Linked DNA regions of Mus musculus: region 2 is linked to region 1. A link is a contact called in public Hi-C data. All regions are on one chromosome and are shown on one strand. The core of a region is the stretch at or near the end of the contact, and the rest is flanking DNA. Distances in the headings are between cores, read along the strand shown. Region 1 has its middle 23 kb from the start of Gm30224. Region 2 overlaps Runx1 (runt related transcription factor 1).

Region 1 (6,899 bases), core at 1,632-4,131:
CCAACCAAACAAAAAAAAAAGAGGCATGAGCCTGGCTTCTTACACGCAACTCCATGTCTGTCAGATCCATCCACATGGTATGCCCACCTGTAGCTTGTGCCTTCTCATTGGGTATATTGTTGTGCATGAGCAAACCATTTTTCACTTATTCCTTCTTCTGTGGAAGGACATCTTGGTTTTATCTAGTTGATTTGCCATGGCTGGGGGAATGCAGGCTCTCACCTCCTGGGAGCAGAAGAAGGTGTGGTTGCTCTGTATATTTAGCTGTAGTGGATATTTCTAAATAGTTTTCTGAGTGTCTGTATCAACTTACCCACCAGAAGCACTTGAGAACTGCAGTTGCCCCACACCCTTGCCAACCCTGTGATATTTTTAGTTCTTAGAATTGAATGGTTTTTGCTTGTGTTTTTATTTCTCTTTCTATGATTATGAACCGGTTGCTTAAGGTTCCACACACTTGATTATTTGGATTTCTATGCTTCTTTCCCATTGCTTCCCTTTTTACTAATTGCTTTTTGGGGTGGAGGTTGAAACGGGGTCTTGTTATGTGGTCCACGATGGACTTGAGCTTGGCATTCTCTTGTCTGAACCCCCTGAGTCCCGGGGTTACAGAGATGCGCAGTCACACGCAGCCCGGATTGCTCCCTTTCAGGAGTTGCTTATTTGAGAAGGTGTCTGTCTTTCTTTCGTAGCAGGGAGATTGTATTTCTTATTGATTTTCAGGGTTATTATTATAACACTCGGTTCTGCTTGTTGCCTTTACATCTGCTTATCCTTAAACAAAAGAAGATGGAGTGCCGATAAATCTGCACTCTCTCCCCTTGGCTGAAAGCTGCGCTAAGATCTGAACACTCCATAGCCCTGACGCGTGGGTGAAGAATCTCAGAACAGAGAGACGAGATCTCGGTTGTGGGCACAGGTCGTGGAATCTTTCCTGGAACTGTTTCTGAGATGGTGGTCTCATTCTACTGTGAGGGTTCTGTGTAGAACAGATGTGAGATGTCGTCATGATTCTCCACAAAAGGGGGCGATGTGTGACTGGGACTCCTGATGCCCTGGATCGTGATCGGCAGAGACACCCTTGGTGGCCACTCTCGGACTCCTCACCCACGATAAAATGTTCAGGATCTCCCTGACCCCTTGTGGTGGTTTGAATATGTCTGATCCTCATTGGCCCATGGGGAATGGCACTATTAGGAGGTGTGGCCTAGTTGGAGTAGGTGTGGCCTTGTCGGAGGAAGTGCGTCACTGTGTGGGGTGGGCTTCGAGGTCTCCTAGTGCTCAAGCTCCACCCAGTGTGGAACAGGTTCCTCCTGGCCGTCTGCGGAGGACACACCCTTTCTGCTTCTTGCAGATTAAGAACTCTCAGCTCCTCCAGCACCACTGCCGTGCTTTCTGCCACGATGATAATGGACTGAACCTCTGGAACTGTAAGACAGGCCCAGTTAAATGTTTGCCTTTATAAGAGTTGTCTTGGTCATGGTGTCTCTCCACAGCAATGAAACTCTAAGACACCCCACCCCACCAGCTTTGTCACCAGGCAGGCTGTGCTGGTACTGTATCCCATCCATGGCGTGGGTCTGGAAGGCTTCACCAGGTTAGTTCTGTATCTGCTGGGCTACACTCACATTGGGACTGAGGCTGTGGTTAATCGTTTCATCACCCACCATCTTCCTTGTAGCCCACTTAACAATAACCTACTTTATCTGACAGGTTTGTATATGCATATGATACATTCAGGTCACTTATACTCTCTCTCTCTCTTTCTCCAAATACACACACACACACACACACACACACACACACCTCTCCTTGCACCAGCCTTTTTTTTTTTTTTTTTTTTTTTTTTTGGTTTTTCGAGACAGGGTTTCTCTGTGTAGCCCTGGCTGTCCTGGAACTCACTTTGTAGACAAGGTGCTGGTCTACAATCACTCCCAAGTGCTGGGATTAAAGGCATGCACCACCACCACCCGGCTCTGCTCTGCACCAGCCTCTTACCCTTACTTTGGTCCTGTTCTTATTTTAAGTTGTGACCCACTTGGTTTAATAAGGGGCTACCTGCATGGGCATGGGCACAGGTGTCATGTTGTCTCTTGGGGTGTGAGGGACTCACTCTGAAGACAGTATTGAAAACAAGGGTTTCTGTTCTACCAGCTACCCCAGGGCCTGGCTGGGCTGAGCCCCAGAGGCCCCTCCCCTCCTGTGACTGAGTGTCTAATGGTTCAGTCTTATGCAGAACCTATGCAGGCACTGCAGCTGCTGCAAGCTCACGAGTGCTGCAGCCATGACACACCAGAAGATAGCACTGCACAGGCCTCCCAACAGCACTGCATAGCACTCCCCACAGCACTGCATAGCACTCCCCACAGCACTGCATAGCACTCCCCACAGCACTGCATAGCACTCCCCACAGCACTGCATAGCACTCCCCACAGCACTGCATAGCACTCCCCACAGCACTGCATAGCACTCCCCACACCACTGCACAGGCCTCCCCACACCACTGCACAGGCCTCCCCACACCACTGCATAGGCCTCCACTCCGTCATCCAGCTTCTACATTCTTTCTATACACTCTTTCATGATGTTTCTTGAGCCCCTGCAGGGACAATAAGATTTCTGTTGCCACCATGGCTCTGTTCATTTCACACACATCATTTGTAATGCATACAAGGAGACCTTATGATCCTCAAATCCACCCAGGGCAGGAGGAGTCATTGGCATTTCAGTTTTGCAGATGATGACACTGAATCACAGGTAGACCAGATGTTCCAAAGCCTTAGGGTTCAAACCCAGGCAGGCTGGGTCTGGACTCAGTCCTAGCTAGCCATTTGCTGCTAAGAGAATGAGGAGTCAGCCACGCAAACCATTGAAGTCACATAGCTCTGGCCAAGGTCAATTCTCCAGTGTTGTGATGTTTGGCATGTCTCCTTTCCCTTCCTGTCCCTACTTCCCTCTTTCTCCCAGCTTCCCTCCTCCCTTCTCCTTCTCCCTCATTTCTCCTCTGCTCTTTCCTTTCTTTCTCACTGGGAGAAGTGGGTATACCCAGGCAGGCCACTGGCTTGATCCTGACTCCCCATCCTCAGCCTTCCTTTGAACTACTTTACTATTCTCACTGGGTAAGTTTGCTACAGCTGCTGCAACAAACTACCACAAATTGGGTAACTTAAAGCAACAGGAAGTCATCTCCCCATAGTTCTGGAGGTCAGAGGCCAGATGTCTGGAATCAGCTGTCATCTGATGGTCACGTGGTCCGGTCTCTTTCAAAGGCTAAATCTACACTAAACAGCTTTCCTGGCCCTCAGTGACAACTGGAATCTGCTGGGGTCCTGTGGCTCGGAGACATATCGCTCTGTCTCTGCTTCTGTCTTCCTGTCATCTCTCTGGTGGGTCAGATCTCCTCCTCTTTTTAGGACATTAGTCACTGGTCTTAGGATCCACCATAAATACAGTGTGATCTCATCCTATGATCCTTAAATTACTCACACCTATCCAAATAAGGCCATAGTCACAGAATAGTGATAGTTGGGGAAAAATGAAAAAAAAAAAAAACAACCATGTTTGCTGACACACGTACATATACATGAATGTTGGGAGAGCTATCTTAAGGAGGTTTGCAGAAAATGCATCTTCTAGTCATCACATCCCCCACCCCCAAATGTCAGAATTTTAGTTCAAGTAAGTGTGTGATTATAAATTCCTTGACCCTATAGGTAGCTTGTCATGCTTGTACACACTCCTGTCCCATCCCTTCAGAAGGAGTTGGTACTTGTCTGTCACCAAGAAAGGGGCCACCACATTCCTGCCCTGGGCCCAGGATGCTACCTGTGGGGTGTTCTGTTCTCTGATTCTTTAAGCCTCATGTGGCTGCCTTTCTTCCTTGTAGTGGACTGGCAGCCCCCCATTGTCTGTCTCCTGTCACCCTCTGCATCCCAGGGTCCTTGCCTTCAGTGGTCCCTCAGATGTTCTCATTGTTTCCTCCCTGCTAGACACCTCCCTTAAACTAACCCTCAAATCACGTCTACATTCTTTTGGGAGTATCCACATCAACATGTCAGTCCACAGAAACTCGCAGTAAAGAAACAGCATCATGGGCTGGAGAGATGTCTCAGTGGATAAAGTACTTACGATGTACACATAAGGGCTTGAGTTGGAATCCCAAGAACCCAGGTGTGGTAGCATGCATCTGCAATCCTGCTGCCCCAGGTGTGGTAGCATGCATCTGCAATCCTGCTGCTCCAGGTGTGGTAGCATGCATCTGCAATCCTGCTGCTCCAGGTGTGGTAGCATGCATCTGCAATCCTGCTGCTCCAGGTGTGGTAGCATGCATCTGCAATCCTGCTGCTCCAGATGTGGTAGCATGCATCTGCAATCCTGCTGCTCCAGGTGTGGTAGCATGCATCTGCAATCCTGCTGCTCCAGGTGTGGTAGCATGCATCTGCAATCCTGCTGCTTCAGGTGTGGTAGCACATGTCTATAATCCTGCTGCCCCAGGTGTGGTAGAAAGCATCTGCACTCCTCCTGCTCCTACAGTAAGATGAAAAGTGGAGGCAGGAGAATTTCCCAGGAGCTTGTGGGCTAATTTGTTTGGTGAACATGGTAGCAATCAACAGACAGACCCTGTCTCAATCAGGGTAGAAGGTGAAAACCAACACACCCCAGGAATACATTGTGGCATGAATGCTTCTACACCTACACATGGAAACACATATGCACACACATCCACATAACACACACACACATACATAATATACATACAAACATATAGATGTCATACACACAAAGATCTAAATGCATGCTAATGTATATGTGACCATGTAACATATATGCAAGCTTAAATGTGCGTGTATACATGGTAGTGTATGTGTGACCATGTAACATATATGCAAGCTTATATGTACACACACACATGCTTGTGTATGTTTGACCATGTAACATGTATGCAAGCACAAATGTGACTGTACACATGATCATGCATGTGTGTGAGAATTCCATGCACACACTGAAACATAGCAGCAAGTTATGAACTGCTACGGGCTTCTGTGTGTCACCTCTGTGTGTCACAGCCCTTTCTTTTCCATTCTACTGTCTTTGATTCCGCATCATGGGAATTAATCCAGAGCTACCCTGTGACCTTCATTTTGTAATCTCCCTGTAGGTTGCACCCTTGTTTTGGCTCATGGAGCACCAAATCCTTAGATTGTTCTCACAGACCTACTGTTTGTCCTCATCTTTCTGCTTCTGGCCTCCACCTTCATCCTCTTCTCCAGTCTCCACCCTCCCTCCAGCCCCCTCCTCCCAGCCCCACCCTCCCCCAACCCCACCCCCCTCATCCCCCACCAAGCCTCCATGTCCTCTCCAGTTCCCTCACTTGTGACACTATGCACACTTCAGAGAGAGACTCTCTCTCCAGCTGTGTCACTTCTCCAACCTCACCTGCTTACACCTGTGGGTCATTCCACTCTGCTTCACAATGCACCTCAGACACAGATTCCATTTGCCTGCCTGCCTGCCTGCTTCCCTCCCTCCCTTCCTTCCTTCCTTCCTTCCTTCCTTCCTTCCTTCCTTCCTTCCTTCCTTCCTTCCTTCCAGTCTGTCTGTCTGTCTCACACAGGGCATTGAGCTTAGGAGGGATGGGTTCTGTGTCTGTAACGCCCACGTTATCAATAATTTATCTACTGAGATTCTCTCTCTGTTCAAACTCTGAGGAGAATGCTCAGCCTAGAGCACAGTGAGAGCAGAGTGGTTTCCGCTGGTTGCTTAGCAAGCCAGGAAGTTACTTGCGGCCTTTACTACCTGATACCCGCTGCCCTGCAGCCGGGGATCCCCGGACAGCCAACGGTGGGGAACTGAGATGGTTTCCATAGGGTGTTGGCCCTAGAAGAAGCCATTGATGCTACTATAGCAAACAGGGCTGTATCTGAAATTTCTGCGATGTCTGTTGAAACACACGTGACAGAGCTTTTCAGAGCCTCATAAACACTCTGTCCCCAGCTCAGAAGACTACTGTTAGAGTGCCTGTCAGCTCCTCTCCTACGGCTTCTCTTCCTGTGAGAATGGCTTACCCCAGCCCCTTAACTTCATTGTGTTTCTAGTTGCTGTGAAGCAGTGCATGATGCTGTCAGGTGAGCTTCTCATGACCAGCCAATGACATCCCACCGCCTCACCTCCTCTACAGCCTGGCAGCCTCAAGCCTTCCGTGTCACGACTTGTCCCCATGTATTGTCTGGAAGGCCTTCAGAGGTGTAAGATGGAGAAGAAACATGGTGAGGGTGAAAAAAAAAAAGGCATCAGAAGAAGAGAGTCAAAAGGAAAATGAAGGTAAATAACGCGGCATCTCTACTAGGCTCGGCAGCGGCTGGTTCTCACCCAAAAGAGCAGAAAGAGAAAGGAGCAGGATTTAGGGGCTTAGCCTGACCAAGAGAAGCAAGGGATGGCCTGGTGGGTGTGTCTGGCAGTGGGCAGCTACAACAAGCACACACGGTTCATGGCACATGGTACACAGTACACACGGGTCTCATAGTCCTCAGCACAGGGGGTAAAGGCTGAGGGCAGACCTGAAACCTCTCGGAGCACTTGGGAAGCTGGTGGTCTAGAGGCTCCAGGGATGGCCCCACCCACAGTGGGCTGGGCCCTCCCCCATCAGTCACTAATTAAGAAAATGCTCTGCAGGCTTGCCTGCAACCCCATCTTATAGAGGCATCTTCTCAATTGAGGTTTCCTCCTCTAGGACAACTATAGCTTGTGTCAGGAGAACGTAAAATCAGTCAGGATATATTTATTTGTTTAGCCCATTCTTTTTTAAGTTACAATTTTTGATTAGCATAGAAAGTACTAGGTTTCACTGTGGTGTCTCACACACACGTGAACTCTGTATGTTTCTTTCCCCTTCCCCATGC
Region 2 (6,627 bases), core at 614-3,113, 100 kb after region 1:
ATGATCTATAGACCATGGTGACTTTTTTGTCACCCTGGTTCTAACCTGACCTCCATTCTTGTTTGTATTTTTCCAGCTGGGTTTAGGCCCGTCCCTGACAACGGCTTCCAGGTAGCCAGAGGCACATCTCGGTGCTCAGAATTACAGAAGCTGCAAGCTCTGCTCTCCACCCACCCAGGCCCGTGGTTGCTCAGACACAGCCCTGCTTGGCCAGCACCTGCAGACGTGGGAGCTAGGGCCTCCAGCGCACATGTGTTGTTAGCCAAATTCCCTTATTAAAATGACCTATGGGCTTGGTATTTTAAGTACATGGGCGTGGAGAGTGAAACACTCTCAAGTGTTTTTCTCCGCCGTAACTTGCAGCCGCCAGGAGAGGAGAGACTCACAAGGGACCGACCTAGAGGAGTACCGGTCAGCAAAATAACACTCGCTTTCCTGGGATCTTCAGGGTCTAAGGCAGGGCAGAGAGACTGGGCTGTCCAAGACTTCATGTTTTAGTCTGTTGCCTGATGGGAGACCCCGCTTTCCCAGAAACCCTGGCTGGCCAGGACATAGATCACTTTGGTGCTGATCAGGGGCATTGGCTGGAGGCAGAGGCTTTTGGTGGTAGAGGGGCAAGCGGTAAGCCACTGATGCTCTGAATCATCCAGCCAGTGAGAGGGCCGACAGAGAGGGGGAAGCCTCGAAATCTTTATTCTGCTCCTGGTACTGAAGGAACCCGCCGCATCAGCTTCAGTGGATGGCTGTGATCCCAGAGGACTGATATTTGACAGGAGTGACAAGAGGGCTGAAGGCAAGAGGAAGGAGCATCAAAAAAGAAAGACCAGGGGAAGAAGGGGGAAGTCTGGACTCAGCCAAGCATCCAGAGACAAAGCTTGCTCAGAACATTCCAGAGCTGGAAGTACATAGGGAGAGGGCTAAGTGTGAGAGCTCAGCAACCCAGTATACCCGTGTTCGAATCCCACTCGTTGCCTGTACAGTCATACTCAAGGGCAACTTTGTTACTGTCTCACAGCCCTAGCTTTCTCTTCTGCAAAATACAAAGTGGTAACAGCTTTTGTGAGCTGCCCAAGGACACCTGATGGGGGAGGAATTGGGGAAGAGGAGGAACGCTCAACAGGTGTCAGAATTGCTGCTCAGACTGATTTCTACTTGAACTTGGCGGTTCATGGCTGCATCACCAGCTGGCCACCCTTTAAGGCATGACAGCGAGGGGCTGATCCACTATATAAACAAGCCAAGACAGCAACATGTGGCGTCCTCCTCGACGCCAGTCTGCCCATCCAAAGGGCAGAACAAAATACGAACTGCTTTATTTAGTTGGAAAGAAGGTCACGGGGTGAGCCTTCCTGGACACTTGCTGGGGCTGTGGGGCATGCTTTGCAAGGCCAGGCAGTCCCAGGGCCTCAGGGGAGGACTCAGTGGTGGACACTGACAGCCCTGGGGTCTAATACAGAATCAGCAGGACCCTGCCTCTCTGTCTAGCCTGAGACACACTGCTTCCCTTTGCATGTAGCAAATGACTAAACTGCAGGATCAAGATACTATAACACTGTATATGGCTTCCCCTAGGAGGGCTGAGGGCAGGAAGCAAAAAGTAAGCAAGAAGATAGGTGGCTGAAGATCACTGCTTGCCCAGGCTCTAAACATCACTACATTCCAGCTTGACCCCTGCCCCGCCCTCCAAGCCCGTTGGCCTCCAGTCTCTTGCTGGGAGCCCGCTGCCCTTCTTGGCCTGTGGGTGGGCTGCTCTATCCCCACCCCCCACCCCCCGTTCTCAGTGGCTCCGTAACTCTCATTCTCCTTGGTGTAGGTTGGGACACATGAGTCATCTTCTCCTTTTGGGGACTGTTTCTGGGGATGTGAAACTTGCCCTTTGTCACGAAAAGGAAGATTACACATGCAAAGGATCTTCTGCCCGGGGGATGTGGGGTAGCCATTTTCCTTAAGCAGTACCGGTAACATCCCTCTCTTTGTGTCTCTCTGAGGGAACCTTCTGCACAGTTGCTACTTTAGGCACCCCAAAGCAAGTGGAAGGAAACTTTCTTTTTAAAATGTTGCCTTTGAAAAATCAAAACAGCCAGGAAGGGCTGGGAGGGAGGTCTGCTCTTCACAAACTCAGGAAATCCCCGAAGATTCTCCAAGGTTACAGGGGACCGTAGATTATGCCATGTCCAATTCTGGGTACAAGTAACTCTGAGCATGGAAATGCACGCACCCAGGCCAGCGACAGGGCTCAGTGAGTGGAGGCCTGCGGCCAAGCCCAGCCACCTGAGTTCAGTCCCTGGCACCTATACTGAAAAAGGGGAGACTGGTTCCCACAAATTGTCCTCTGAGATCCACACATGTGTACACATGTGCAAGCCTAACCACACACACACACACACACACACACACACACACACACGGTTGGGGACTTTTTTTTTTTCCAAGGAAATGAATGCTCTCCCCCAGATTCCAGGGATAACTTCTGTGTTTGCAGGATATTCCCAGCATGCACTTAGCATTTCCCCCCTTATTTTCCCACCGGTGCTTCCTAACAGCCGGCACTTACACGTGTGTCCGTTCCATTTCCCTTCCTCTTGCTATTTCCACCATGATCTGTTGACGGTAGAGTTGCATAATTTACTTAGGGACTTATAGGCAGGACACAACCCATTGGACTTGCACAGCTTCTGTAGGCTGACTGATATTCGTGCGAAGAGCCCCTGTGTCCAGCTGGCCTGACCCTGTCCTGTCTGTGTCCATGTAGGCAGAATGCAGACCAGAGTCTCTGCTCTTGGCCAACGTCCAAGCCTCAAGAGCCTAACTGAAAACTTGAAGCACAGAACTCAGTTCTCCATAGAAACAACCTTTGCCTGGTTGTGCGGAGTGACCAGCAGTTTGAGAGTGAGCCATCCACTTGGAGAATGGGAAAGCCATGTGTGACATTCTCTGGAGTTCTCTGGAAGTGACTCAGTAGAGCTCAGGGGCTGGGCTTGGACCCTATTTGTGTCTTTTGTTCTAATGTTATTTAAATTAAATAGAGCAGGGCGCTTATACCCCACTTTAATCCCAGCACTAGGGAGGCAGAGGCAAGCAGATCTCTGTGAGTTTGAGGTCAGCCTGGTCTACAGAGTGAGTTCCAGGGCAGCCAATGTTACACAGAGAAAGCTCCAAAAACCAAACCCAAACAAAATAAAAAAACAAAAAACCAAAAAAAAAAACCCAACAACAACAACAAAAACAAAACAAAAAAAGGAGGGCTGATGGGCTGGGAGATGCTCAGTAGATAAGGTGCTTGCTGCACTAGCATGAAGACCTGTGTTTGGACGCCCAGCACTTGTGTCAAATGCCAGTGGGCAGTAGGCACCTATACCCTATTCCTGGGGGTTGATACAAATGGATTTGGGGGAGGGGGGCTGCCAACTGAAATGGTGAACTCCAGGTTCAGTCAGAGACCTTTCCTCAAAAAAAAAAAAAATCCCAAGTGATGAAAGAGTGTGGACAGCAGCTGCTGCTTCCACATACACACCTGCACACACATGTGCACACACACATACAAGCTTGAAAAAGTGAATCAACGAGTTCTGCCGACTTTCAGCGATGGCTGCCCCTGCCTGGGAAGCATGGCTGTACTTGATGTGCTGGGTTGAAAACAACCTTAGGGAAAAAATGAACGCAGTGGGTCCTGTCTCTGTCTCTGAGGGTCCGGCCCACCACCGCTCAAACATACAGGACAGAGATACGCATCTGCTGTGCGACAGGTAGGGTAAAGTCATTCTGAGATGACACAAACTAGATACAGAAGAGGAGAGAGAGGGGATTGCACACAAATGCTATACCTGTGCCCATTTTAATAAGGTAAGGAGATGTCTATAGATTCTGCCATCTTGGGAAACATCCTAAAATTGGATCAGACACTTATATCGCTTGCCCACCCCACCAAAGCACCAAGAGAGTCCCAGGGACTCTGCTTTCTTTCTTCACGCTGCATGTTCTCTCCTGTCTTACTCACTTGGAATCCTAGCCCCACATTATCTCAGATGACTAGCCTGTTTTTAGCCCAGACTTGCACAAGAGTCTCTTTAGATTAAGGCCGCGTGCTCTTCTGTCCTTCCATTCAGCGACTTCTTTCGTTGATAGATGCCCAGATTCCCCAGGCTGTGCTGGTCTATCTGCCTTGTGTAGGGGCCATGCAGGGAAAAAGCCTAAGGTGGCTTCCCAAGGCTGCCTGACTAATCCCCCGCCTGTACCTGTGGCCTAGAGCATCATGCCCACAGCAACCTGGGCAGGAGCAGCAGGGAGTCTGGGTATGGGTGTGGGCATTCAGGAGGGAGGGGAGTGTTGGGGTCTGCAGTTCCTGCTCAGCATCTTCTTGAACCTTTGCTGCTCTGAAAGGAGGCAGGGCAGGTGGACTGGATGCTAATGGAAGAGAGGAAAGCTGGACACCAGCCTGAGGTGGGCGCTAATGCTAAATGGGGCTATTTGCGAGCTCTCCATGCACAGATCTGAGGCTGCCTGAGAGGAGACACTAGTAAGACTGGTCTCTGAGCACCCCAGACCCCCAAACAAGTTCCCTACTCTGCACACTGCAGTCTAAGTTTGTGCACCACACCTGTGTGTCGATGTACGTCTCTGCCAAGGATCTGTTGGCTGCTCGCCAGGTCACTGGCATCAGACCTAGTGCCCAGGATGGATGTCAAGGCCCTTAAAGCATCCTCAGCCCCCTGTATGCCAAGGCCTCCAGAGCAGGCCACCCTCGTATCTCTTGGTTCCTCGACAGACAAGGCGCGCCCCCACACCCCCGCCAAATGCACACTCTGTTGCCTCCCATAGGTTTCAAGAGAGACGACGAGTTGCCCGGGGAAACCATCTGCCCTTCGCTAGGTTACACACAACTTGTATTTGCCCCCGTTGCACCTGTCCTTTGTCACAGAGACGTCTACACAGAACAGTGAAGGCCTGCTTCACTGTCGCCCCTCATGAACCCTTGACCTTGAGAACGCCTCTTCAGCGGACTCACGGTCCTCTAGTGCTAGCCGACACAATAGGTGCACAGCAGATGTGCGATGATGAATCAAGAAATAGATGAACGGGGACATGGCAAGCTGAGGCAGGAGGATCACTGTGAATTCCAGGCCAGCCTGGGCTGAACAGTGTTCACTCTGTTTCCAAAAAAGCAAAAGAGAAGAATGAATGAGTGAATGAATGAATGAATGAATGAATGAAATGCTCTCCCTAAATGCCTTTAGGAGACGGGGTAAGCAAACAGACACAGGGAAGGGAGGTAGGTTGCATATGCACAACACACAGGGCCCAGACTGGGCCCTGAAAATGATTAGTTGTTTATTACTGTTATGCATGCATTGATTTATGAGTAATTGTGACGCCTCCGTTTTATCAGGTCCTTAGCAGAACAAAGGGATAAAAGTCCCCTGTCGTGGATGAGAGGCAGTAGGAGGGGCACCTCCTTCCCTAACTTCCTGTCATCTCCTCCCTTCTCTTCCAACAATCCCACCCTTCAGTAGAAAGAGCCGCCATGCCTCGTCTCCTAAGTCTCCTCATAAGTACACCATCTTGCTATTATTATTATTATTATTATTATTATTGCTATTATTATTAACAACAACCCTGTGAGGCCTGAGTGAAAGGCACCACCATGCCCACTACACAGGAGGAAAAACCAAGGCTCACACATCTCAGGGCGTCCTGAGCACTTCTCAGCCTCCCTCACACCGCCTTCCAAAGACCCGCCGAATCATTCTGAAGAGATACGTGTTTCTGTGGAATTGCGATGAATCAGAGGAATCAGGTGGCTTTAGTGTGACCCGGAGTCCAGGAATTTGGCCAGAATAGAAGTCAACGGTGCAGCAAGAGGTGGCAGCAAACCTCAGTGCACATCAACTCTCTGTGTCCACCAGAGAAGACCCAAGTGTGAGCACTCCCTTGAAAATTATTAAAAACAATGAGATAAGAATAGCTTCTAGTAACACGGGGTGGCCTGGAGCACTGCCTGGAGGACCGTCCAGAGCCCGTCCACCCGGGTCACACAGACATAAACCTCCCCTAAGCTTGGGTGGAGACAGCAGTTACCACTCGGGAAGAATGCGATGCTGCCGGGTGCCAGCCTGCACAGCTCTGCTACGGGACAAAGGGATTATTCTGCCCCATTGTCGAAACGCACTGTTTATTGTGAAAATACACACGGGAATTAGAAGGGGCATGTATGATTCATAAATATTTGCATGCTATTAACGGTTGGACAAAAGAGTTGGACTGGCTAAGTTGGGAGAACTTCTTTTCCCATGAAAAACAGTGCTTCATATTACAGTCCATATTTAATTTCCTCTCTCCCATTGCTAATCTAAAATCTCAGTGCCCGCTGAATATAACCCTTTCGGGCCCTCAGAGCTCCAGGAGGCTGGTTGGGCAGGAAGGGTAGGCTAGGAGGCTTTCTCTCTCAGAAATCCACAAGGAGCCACAAGAAACAGGTCTATCAGTGACCCTGCCAATGTCCCTGTCTCCTCTAGGGATACTGTCCCTGCTGAGACCTGACCCAGCATGGAGACTTGAGCCAGCTTGTTCTGACCCAGGGAAGGCATAACCTAACCAGTATCCAGCGTTTATCTCTGAAATCGATCCTCA

Evidence for each region. A called contact is a pair of places that touch in the nucleus more often than the background predicts.
Region 2: a contact with region 1 is called in a Hi-C map of bone marrow-derived macrophages, with 44 read pairs. The contact joins two enhancer-like sites. A contact is called at or near these places in 1 of 15 datasets of contacts at CTCF or cohesin (pro-B cells), 23 of 484 Hi-C or Micro-C datasets (the C2C12 cell line, the HPC-5 cell line, Th2 cells and 15 more) and 10 of 115 datasets of contacts at active chromatin or transcription factors (bone marrow-derived dendritic cells, bone marrow-derived macrophages, differentiating embryonic stem cells and 5 more).

What each region holds. Positions count from the first base shown.
Region 1 is chr16:92,570,185-92,577,083 of GRCm38.p6, forward strand. No RefSeq gene overlaps it. Among named protein-coding and RNA genes, the nearest start is that of Gm30224, 23 kb to the right of the region's middle. Within about 2 kb of position 2,882, at least 45 of the 459 cell types and tissues checked have an H3K27ac peak or open chromatin away from gene starts, as enhancers often do. A contact at or near this core is called in bone marrow-derived dendritic cells, bone marrow-derived macrophages, embryonic fibroblasts and 2 more, where this site is marked.
Region 2 is chr16:92,674,023-92,680,649 of GRCm38.p6, forward strand. All of the region lies in intron 4 of Runx1 (runt related transcription factor 1), which reads right to left. Among named protein-coding and RNA genes, the nearest start is that of Gm30224, 81 kb to the left of the region's middle. Within about 2 kb of position 1,864, at least 56 of the 459 cell types and tissues checked have an H3K27ac peak or open chromatin away from gene starts, as enhancers often do. A contact at or near this core is called in bone marrow-derived dendritic cells, bone marrow-derived macrophages, embryonic fibroblasts and 2 more, where this site is marked.